Linked DNA regions of Mus musculus: regions 1 and 2 are each linked to region 3. Evidence: chromatin contacts called from public ChIA-PET data. All regions are on one chromosome and are shown on one strand. Each heading gives the region's core, a stretch centred on a gene start, on an enhancer-like site or on the middle of the called end of the contact. The rest is flanking DNA. Distances are from core to core; before and after follow the strand shown.

Region 1 (2,766 bases), core at 161-2,660, 260 kb before region 3:
CCCTGAGTGACATGCCATGCCCCCCCCAACTGCCCCCCTTCCAACGGTCCCTGCTTCTCGGAGCTGTGTGCTCTTTTGTGCCTCTGTGCTTTCAGCCTGGTGTTCTCCTCCCCACTCGGAGCAATCCGTCCCTCATGAGCCCCTCTCAAGCTTCCTCTACCGTTAAGGCTTCCTGGAATAACTGGCTTTCAGATCCCCTGTTTGGACAAGTCACTTCAAAGCCGAGCTGAAGCTCAGTACCAACAAGGGCCCCACCTGGAGCGTCGGCTCCGTCTCCTGTGCAGCGCAAAAAAAAAAAAAAAAAAAAAAAAGCAAGCCTCCCTGTGGTTTGGAGGTTGAACTGTTTCTTGGTACAGTCCGAGTCACTCATAGTCAGATAAATAGATGCTGGAATGAGGTAAGACACGAAGCCTCTGCCCAGTCTAGGCCAAAGCTAAGGAATACAACCAACGGTGTCTGTCTTTCCAGAACTGCTGACGGCAGAGACATTTGGGTAAAGAAACCCAGGCAGAAGATTTCTGGTGTCTCCTATCTGAAAGCAAACAAAGAGGGAAATGGGCAAGTTTAAATGTCCATTCTGCTTGTCCCAGTTACTTTAAGGCCATTAAAGCAGGGTGGTGGTTCCTAGATCTGAGCGCTCTACAATTGGAGAGAGAAAAAAACCAAAGGTCTAGATGCAGGCTGTGGACTTCTGAGAAACAGTATTGAGATGGCTTATGTTTGCAGAACTTCTAGAGGGTTCCCGTTTGCTTACACTTCCCTTTCCTCTCCCCTACCCTATACAGGATGGGATGGGTCCTCAGACCATCCCCCTTCCCCAGGGAAGAGCAGGGAAGTTCGTCCTGACTCCAGCGAGACTCCTGCAGTCACCGAGCAAGTCCTCCAACCTGAGAGCCTCAGCCAGCCTGTGTCTCCCGGGACCTCGGAGCCTGAGTCCCAGGGCGTATCTAAAATGAAGCCAGCCAGCCAGAGAAGCCTGTCTCCCAGGGAGAAGGCCTCAGCTCTTCCCGACTCCAGCAGGACTTGGGCTGGCCCTGGGGACAGCACTCCCAGCACCAGGAGAGCAGCTGTCCCCATGAGCATAGGAGAGACACGAGCTACGGCCATCCCTCATCCCTCCCTCCTGGGTCAGGAAAGGAGCCGAGACCCCTCGGGTCCCAGCAAGGCCCTGGAAACTCCAGGACACTGCGTACCTACAAGCTTGAAAGATAGGGCTCTGCTTGAAGAAACAGCGTCAGCATCTGGAAAGTTGTCACACGCCGGTCCCTCTGTGCCAGTGACTACTGATGGGACCCTGTCGGGGAGCACAGAGAGCCCGGTGACAGACATTGACAAGTTCATTGGGGAAGCCCCGGAGGCGTGGCTTTCTCAGTCTCCTCAGAGAGCAGACTGCAGGACTCACCAGGACATTTTTGAGAGTCAGCCACCAGGGGGAGCTGGGGGTGGCAGTTCCCACCATGGGAAGACCGGAGGCACAGGCTCACCCCCACCCCCTCAGTGGACCTTCCAGCCTTCCGTTCTGGATTCCGTCCATCCTGACAAACAGTTGGCTGGGAACAAAAACTTTCTGAACAACTACTCCAGAAATTTTAGCAGTTTCCACGAAGACGGCGTCTCGGAACCTTCGCCCTCGTCCATGTATGGCGATGCTGAAGACTCGTCTTCAGACCCCGAGTCTCTTGTTGAAGATCCACGAGCAGCGGCCAGGAACAACTGGCCAGCTCCTCCATCTCATGAGTCCTCCCGTAAGGAAGGTAGCAGTGAGTCTGAGGACGAGCAAATAGAAATCTGTGCCCCAGGTGGTTGTCCTGAGACCCCAGTGCCTGCCCAAGCTCCTGCCCAGGCTGCAGGCGGCGCAGTTCCCTCGGTACAGCAGACTGTGAGGGAGCCGGTGGGGGACGCCTGCGAGAAAGCCTGCTTCATGACAGGAGCCTCGAACACTTGCATCCCGGGCTCTTCCCAGCCATTTTCCTTCCTGGATGTAAGCTCTCTGGAGCATGAGACTTGGGCGGGCGTACAGACTTCACGGAGCCACATGCCCGGGTGCGCAGAGGAAACCTTGGCGGTCAGCAGCACCGGCTCAGTCGTGGGAGACAGCCAGCCTTCTCAAACGACCAGACCTTGTGGAAACCCGCCATTTGTGCTCAGGAACCCAGATATGGTAAATGGTTTGGGACAGGACCTGCTGGATGAGGGAACCCCAGACAAAGGAGCAGATGCCTCTCATGTCATGAGCAGTGTGTATGCCCTGGGGGCCGAGGGCCCTAAGAATGGAGAGGCCGTTTTGGCAAACCTACACATTGCCAAGGGCGGCAACCTGGACGGCTTGCTACAGAAACCAAAAACGACCTCCAGGAGGCCTATCATGACCTGGTTTAAAGACATAAATAAAGACAGCCAAGGCGCACATCTGCAGAGCAAATCTGAGAAGGAACAACCCTCAATGCTGGCTATGAGTCCTGGCTCGAAAGGCAACACGGTGAACCCCAGCCACAGAAAGGGAATGGCTGTGCCTAAGAGTCCACCTCCCCGGCAGAAGAGTCAAGAAAATAAGGACCTATCCCCTAAAAGCCCAGTGGAAACACTAAGTAACTGTCAGAAGCCCAAGGGCAGCCCGAAGCTTAAGAGGCTGAACAGCAAAAGCAAAGCCAGTCCGGAGGCACCTGTGGCCAGTCCCGCTAAGGGCGGCAGGACCGACCACAGGAAGTCCTTGCCTTCACCCCAGGCTGCCCATAAAATGCTTTCTAAGGCAGTGTCACACAGGCT
Region 2 (2,937 bases), core at 165-2,664, 460 kb before region 3:
AAGGGCTGCAGAGATGGCTCCGCAGATGTTCTCTCCCAGAGAATCCAAGTTCAATCCCTACCGCTTACAGGGAGACTCACAACCATCTATAACTCCAGTCCCAGGGATCCAGCGCCCTCTACTGGCCTCTGAGGCTACAAGGCATGTGTGCAAACAAAGCATCCATGTACAGAATAAAAACCATATTGAACACATGAATGATGGGTGTCTCCCCAAAGCCTCTGCATGCGCGGCATTTGTTACACAGTGAGAGAAAAGAGTGACCTGGTCAGTAATAATTCCCTCCTAGTCTCTACTCACTGTTCTCCATGCGGGAATCACACCTTCCTCGTGATTGCATCTCCCTGAGAATGAGATCTGTTCTGGTGGGGTTTCTGTAGCTGCTGTAAGGGCTGCCCCCCCCCCGGGGGGGGGGTAGAGAAGGTGGATAATGCTGACAGCTCAGCATCAGCATATGAAGCTCTGGTTTAGACCTTGGCTCAACCTTGCTAAGCTTTGGATCACACTTTCAAATGGAAATAAGCCTGGGGTGGGGGGGAACCGCTAAACATGTAGACATTGTTGCCAGTAGGTCCTTGTGAAGATAAGGCCGATACAGGACGGACCCTATGGGAGGCTGAGGGGATTAGATGAAGTGATGTTTAGGAGTTCATGAACAGTGGTGCATGGTACCCTCTAGAAACAGTGGCTCATGCATAGTAGAAAAACATTCTTTGAAGCACTAGTCCCCTTCTTGCGTGAAGTGCTGGGTATTCTAACTTGTTTTGTACCTCGGGGTTCTGGCCCTTTCTCCTTCCACCTCCAAATCCCCATCCCAACCTCTACCTATCGGCCATTCCACATGTGATCGATAACCTCAATCCTGATCCTGCCTGGAGGCTTGATTGACAGCTGGATTGGTCTCCTGGGAGTTTAAGTTGAGCGGATAAGGCCAGGCTGCTCAGCGGTGTAAACAGACTGAAAGGTCTCATGGAATCAGGTCCCAGAAGCCGCTGGAGCAAAGCACACAGTTGTCACAGGAGAGAGAAAGCCAGCTCATTCAGAGGGACACAGCTTAGGCATGCAGCCTGGGACGGTTCCCAGGAGGACAGGGGAGGCACCACCAGTTCCCACCATGCCCAGCTGCAGTGTTCCTTGATATTTCCTCGTCCTCGTAAAGGATGTTTTGCCAACAGATTAACCCCGGTCAGAGGTCCACTGTGGAGACAGACAGAGCTGGTTCTCATCCACCGAGGGACGCCATGCCCAAGTACTGACTCCACATAAACACAAAAGAAAATTAAATTGCCTTTTCTTTGGACTTTTTCCAGAATCTGTCAGGACAGTTAAATTCCCAGTGGCCTCTGGAGGGCACTGTTTAATTAAGTTTATTTTGTGATGGCACGCAGGGCAAGAAATGTGGTAAGAAATGTGCTGTAAGGTGCTGCCTACCATTTGGTGAGACCCTACAATAGCACCTAGTGCTAGCCAGGTGAAGAGGCGGTTCTGTGGCTGTTACACATTAAACAATGGCAGTCTTAGTCGTCTCTTGGCTGTCTGGCATGTGTAGATTGCTTTTTAGAAAAGGTTGTTCTTGTTTCTTCTGGTGTGTTTTAACAGGTGCTGAACAAAACGAAAGCTTTTTCTTTCTTTTAGTTTCAATGAATGGAGAGACCCGGGGTTACAGCTTGTGAAAGGAAGCGGTTCAAATTCAGTTGGCCTTCAGTTACTCGGCGAAGGGAGACATAATTCTTATGATTTGGGGACATGTATTCCTTTTTAATTAGAAAGACAGAAAATAATGGAGCATGGGTGTAAACAGAAAGGAGAGGTGTTGAAAAAGTGTCTGGTTCATATGGGATAATTACCTGAACACACACATACACACACACACACACACACACACATACACACACACACACACACACACACACACACACCCCACAGCTTAGAAGGTGAGGTGACTCCTGCCTCATACATTCAGTTCTTCAGGCTATTGTGTTGGTTTCCAATTGGGCCAGAGCAAAGGGGGAAAGAGCTTTTTCTATCTGTTCACTGCCACCACGGTGGGAAGGCAGGAGTGAGGGTCCCTGGCAGTCTTAAGTGACAGTTCTTCACTAAGCCTGAAATAACCAGCTCTCTCTTTCCCTCCCTCCATTCCTCTTCCTCTCAGACTCTCTCTCCTCTCTCTCTCTCTCTCTCTCTCTCTCTCTCTCTCTCTTTCTTTCTTTCTTTCATAATATATTTGAGTAAAAAACCCTGCTTGCAGTTTGATGCAAGGTTTGCTGGCCAGCAAGCCTCTGGATCCTCCTGTGTCTGCCTGCCCATCACTACTAGGATTCGAGACGCATGCTGCCACATCCAGCTTTTTACATAGATTCTGGGGACCGAACTCAGGTCCCCATGCTTGTGTGGTAAGCAATCCACTGATTGCATTGTCTCCCTCACCCCTAGGCAGTCTCTGACTCTCTATGGTCTTTTTTTTTTTTTTTTTTTTTTTGGGTGCAGCGAACTTTATTGATGGTATTCAAGAGAGTAGGGAGGGCTCCCTAGGCCCCTCCTGTTATTATGGGGGTCTGGGATGGAAATTGTGAGGGAGATGCTCAGTGTTGGGGGCCGAGTTGGGATAGGGCCTCTCTCTTGCTCAGTGTCCTTGCTGGGGTGGGTGGTCCAGGGTTTCTTACTCCTTGGAGGCCATGTAGGCCATGAGGTCCACCACCCTGTTGCTGTAGCCGTATTCATTGTCATACCAGGAAATGAGCTTGACAAAGTTGTCATTGAGAGCAATGCCAGCCCCGGCATCGAAGGTGGAAGAGTGGGAGTTGCTGTTGAAGTCGCAGGAGACAACCTGGTCCTCAGTGTAGCCCAAGATGCCCTTCAGTGGGCCCTCAGATGCCTGCTTCACCACCTTCTTGATGTCATCATACTTGGCAGGTTTCTCCAGGCGGCACGTCAGAT
Region 3 (2,704 bases), core at 148-2,647:
TTTAGCAATGACAGCTATCTGGAGGTAGAGGATTCATCCCAGGCACCACAACTACTCGGTATACAGTCACTGGCATTTTCTTTTTCCCCGGGCGGGGCGAGGGGCAGGGGGGAAGACCTCAAAGGAGAACCACCGGTCCACTTGGAGCCGTCCTCAATGGCTCCAAAGGCTACACACGCATCATCTACCCTAGGAACTTCGCACATCTTTTTCGGTCTAACAGCTAAACGATTCACAGGTGGTTGGCATATTAACATCTCCGCGAGCAAGAAAACCCAAAGGGAATGAGATGGAGGCGATGACGCTGGCAAAGTGGCAGTTAATCTGAGGGGCTGGGGGCAGGGGGGTGGTTGGTGGCGTCGGGGACCCAGGGCCAAGGGAAGGTACCGACAAAGACCTGCTGTGTGATCTGGGCTCCGGGGGCGTCGCGGTAGAGGCCGCTGACTCCGCACTCCGCGCGAGGCCCCTCGGCTCACTCTCTCTCCATTCCCCGAGCCAAAGGGAAGATAAGAGGTGGGGGGGTGACAGGGTGGAGGCGGGGACCCGGGAAGCCGAGGGGCCGCAGCGGGCGGCTCGGCTCCGCTCCAAGGCCGCGGGAGGCCATTTTACCTCCGGGGCCGTCCAAGGCCCTCCACGTCCCCAACCCCTCCGCAGTCATCCCTCCCCCGTCTCGGCCCCTCCGGGGGCCGCTGTCCGCCGGAGCCGGAGGCCGAGTGCGACACGGCAGGGAAGGGCGGGTGTGGGGAGGGTGCGGGGGGCTCCCGGCCGCGCCTGCCGCGGGGACCCGGGCTCTCGGGGCGGTGCGGCGGGGGCGGGGGCGGATGCGGCCGCGGGGCCGGAGCGTCGGCGGGAGCCGGACCGCGGGGCGCGGAGGGAAGAGGAAAAAGGGAGAAGGCGGGGAGCCGTTACCTATACTGGGCCGCAGCCGCCGCCGCCGCCGCCCCGCTGTGGGTGAATCCAAAGTAGTTGCCGGTCGCCATTTTGGCATCTTCCCCCAGCCGGCTGGGCACTGCGGCGGGCACGGAGAGTCAGGTCCCATGGCGGGAGGGCAGCCGTCAAGGGGTCGGGGTGCCGAGGGATGGCAAGGGAGAGAAAAGGGGCCGTGAGAAGCCGCCCTGGCCGGCGGGGACCGCGGCCGCGCCGCCGTCCGCCTCCCTCCCCGCACTCCCTCACTCACTCGCACGCCCGGGTGGCGGCCGCCGCCTCCTCCCCGGAGCTGGCCCCAACCCCCGCGCCTACCCGCCGCCCAGGGCCGGGGCAGGGCATGGCAGAGGCCTCCACGGGCCACATTTAGACTCACCATAGGTGAAAGAAACTACAGGGCATATGGGAATCATGGGCTCGGGCTGCTGCTGCTGAACTCTGAACTCTCACCCGCTGCCTCCCTCCTCTGCCCCACTCCTCCTCAGCGGAGAACAGACCGCCGCCGCCGGCCGCACCGCGCAAGCGCGCTAGTGCGATGCATCCTGGGAGATGTAGTCCTTACGCCCCGCGCCAACCCCCCCACCCCCCACCCGGGGGCTGGCGCAGGGCCCCCCGAGGAGCGGATTTCTGGGGTGCGGATGTGGGGTTCTCTCGTGGGACTACGGGCCCGGCCTTATCCTAAGCGATGGTGACTCGCACCCGCTGCAGGGAGGCTACAAGGCGGAGGAAGAGCGCCTCGCTCGGCCGCGGGGGAGTCGGGCAGCGTGACCAGATAGCGTGACGTCTGTTGGCCTTTTCGCCGCCTTACTTTTTCACCGGTTTCCTTTACTTTTGCGGCTGCGTTTGTTCTCTCTTTCAGCCCTCCTCTCTCCTTTAATTTCCATTAACATTTGAGCTGGCCTAATTCCTGTTGCTTGTCACTGGCCTTTGGAAAGGGGAGGAGACAACGATGGGGGGGAAAAGAGCAGAGGAAGTGCTGCACCAAGCATCTGCCCAGAACCCTGCCTGTCACAGGGGTCACACATTTTGCCAAGACCCCGCCCCACCTCACAGACAAGGAGCCTTTCAGGGTCATGTTGGCGGCCCCCAACAAGGTGTTGGGCGTTGTAGATGCCAGAAACGAAACGTGACATGTTGTAGGAGCAAAACAAAATCCCTGTTCACATGGAATTTTTGTTCTGGGAAGTCTTATGACACACTAGAGCCAAAAACATAGAAAATGTGGTGGGTGGGACTGGAGTATTAGGAATAAAAACAGGACAATGAAGATAAGGGGAGTTCGGGCGGTTAGGGCAAGCCCTGGAATAGAGACCTGACAGAAGCAAGAAAACCACCCAGGTAGCTACCTGGAGGAAGGGCAGTGGAGAAGTCTATAGAGTATCAAGGAAGTCACTCTGGCTAGAACTGAGTGCGGGGATGACCAGTTCAAATGTCTTTGTGAGAGTCTTAGATTTCCTGGGTAGAGGGGCATACACCTATAAATCCCATCATTGGAGAGGCTGAGACAGGAGGATTTCCCAGAGTTCTAGACCTGCCTACACTACAGAGGGAGACAGTGTTTCAAAATAGAAACTACCCACCTATTCACTCCTTACCTGAGCTTCAAAAGAGTGCCAGGTCTCCCTGGGTCAGGATCAATACTTTATAAATAGTTCTTTACTGCATGCAACTGTGTCTTCATTACAGATGCTTTAGTGTTATCTCTGTATTGTCTCAGGCCATTTTCAGTCACACCTCCCCCACCTCCACCCCCCCCCCCCCCGCCCATTTCTTTTCTACT

The links. ChIA-PET counts read pairs in DNA pulled down with a chosen protein or histone mark.
Region 1: a contact with region 3 is called in an RNA polymerase II ChIA-PET map of effector CD8 T cells, with 12 read pairs. The contact joins the enhancer-like site here to the promoter of Zfr in region 3. A contact is called at or near these places in 5 of 39 promoter capture datasets (HPC-7-derived erythroid cells, fetal liver, hematopoietic stem and progenitor cells and 2 more), 3 of 484 Hi-C or Micro-C datasets (the G1E-ER4 cell line and embryonic stem cells) and 1 of 115 datasets of contacts at active chromatin or transcription factors (effector CD8 T cells).
Region 2: a contact with region 3 is called in an RNA polymerase II ChIA-PET map of memory CD8 T cells, with 6 read pairs. The contact joins the enhancer-like site here to the promoter of Zfr in region 3. A contact is called at or near these places in 6 of 39 promoter capture datasets (3T3-L1-derived adipocytes, cranial neural crest, hippocampal neurons and 2 more), 1 of 484 Hi-C or Micro-C datasets (LSK cells), 2 of 115 datasets of contacts at active chromatin or transcription factors (epiblast stem cells and memory CD8 T cells) and 1 of 9 other capture datasets (embryonic stem cells).

What each region holds. Positions count from the first base shown.
Region 1 is chr15:12,374,400-12,377,165 of GRCm38.p6, reverse strand. Pdzd2 (PDZ domain containing 2) reads left to right here. Exons shown (of 26, transcript NM_001081064.2): 21 at 786-2,766. Among named protein-coding and RNA genes, the nearest start is that of Golph3, 54 kb to the right of the region's middle. Within about 2 kb of position 1,410, at least 120 of the 459 cell types and tissues checked have an H3K27ac peak or open chromatin away from gene starts, as enhancers often do. A contact at or near this core is called in effector CD8 T cells, fetal liver and hematopoietic stem and progenitor cells, where this site is marked.
Region 2 is chr15:12,575,613-12,578,549 of GRCm38.p6, reverse strand. All of the region lies in intron 3 of Pdzd2 (PDZ domain containing 2), which reads left to right. It also overlaps the pseudogene Gm2606. Among named protein-coding and RNA genes, the nearest start is that of Gm41273, 75 kb to the left of the region's middle. Within about 2 kb of position 1,414, at least 79 of the 459 cell types and tissues checked have an H3K27ac peak or open chromatin away from gene starts, as enhancers often do. A contact at or near this core is called in memory CD8 T cells, where this site is marked.
Region 3 is chr15:12,116,544-12,119,247 of GRCm38.p6, reverse strand. Zfr (zinc finger RNA binding protein) reads right to left here and starts at 1,397. Exons shown (of 20, transcript NM_011767.2): 1 at 1,301-1,397; 2 at 910-1,009. The coding sequence starts at 1,337.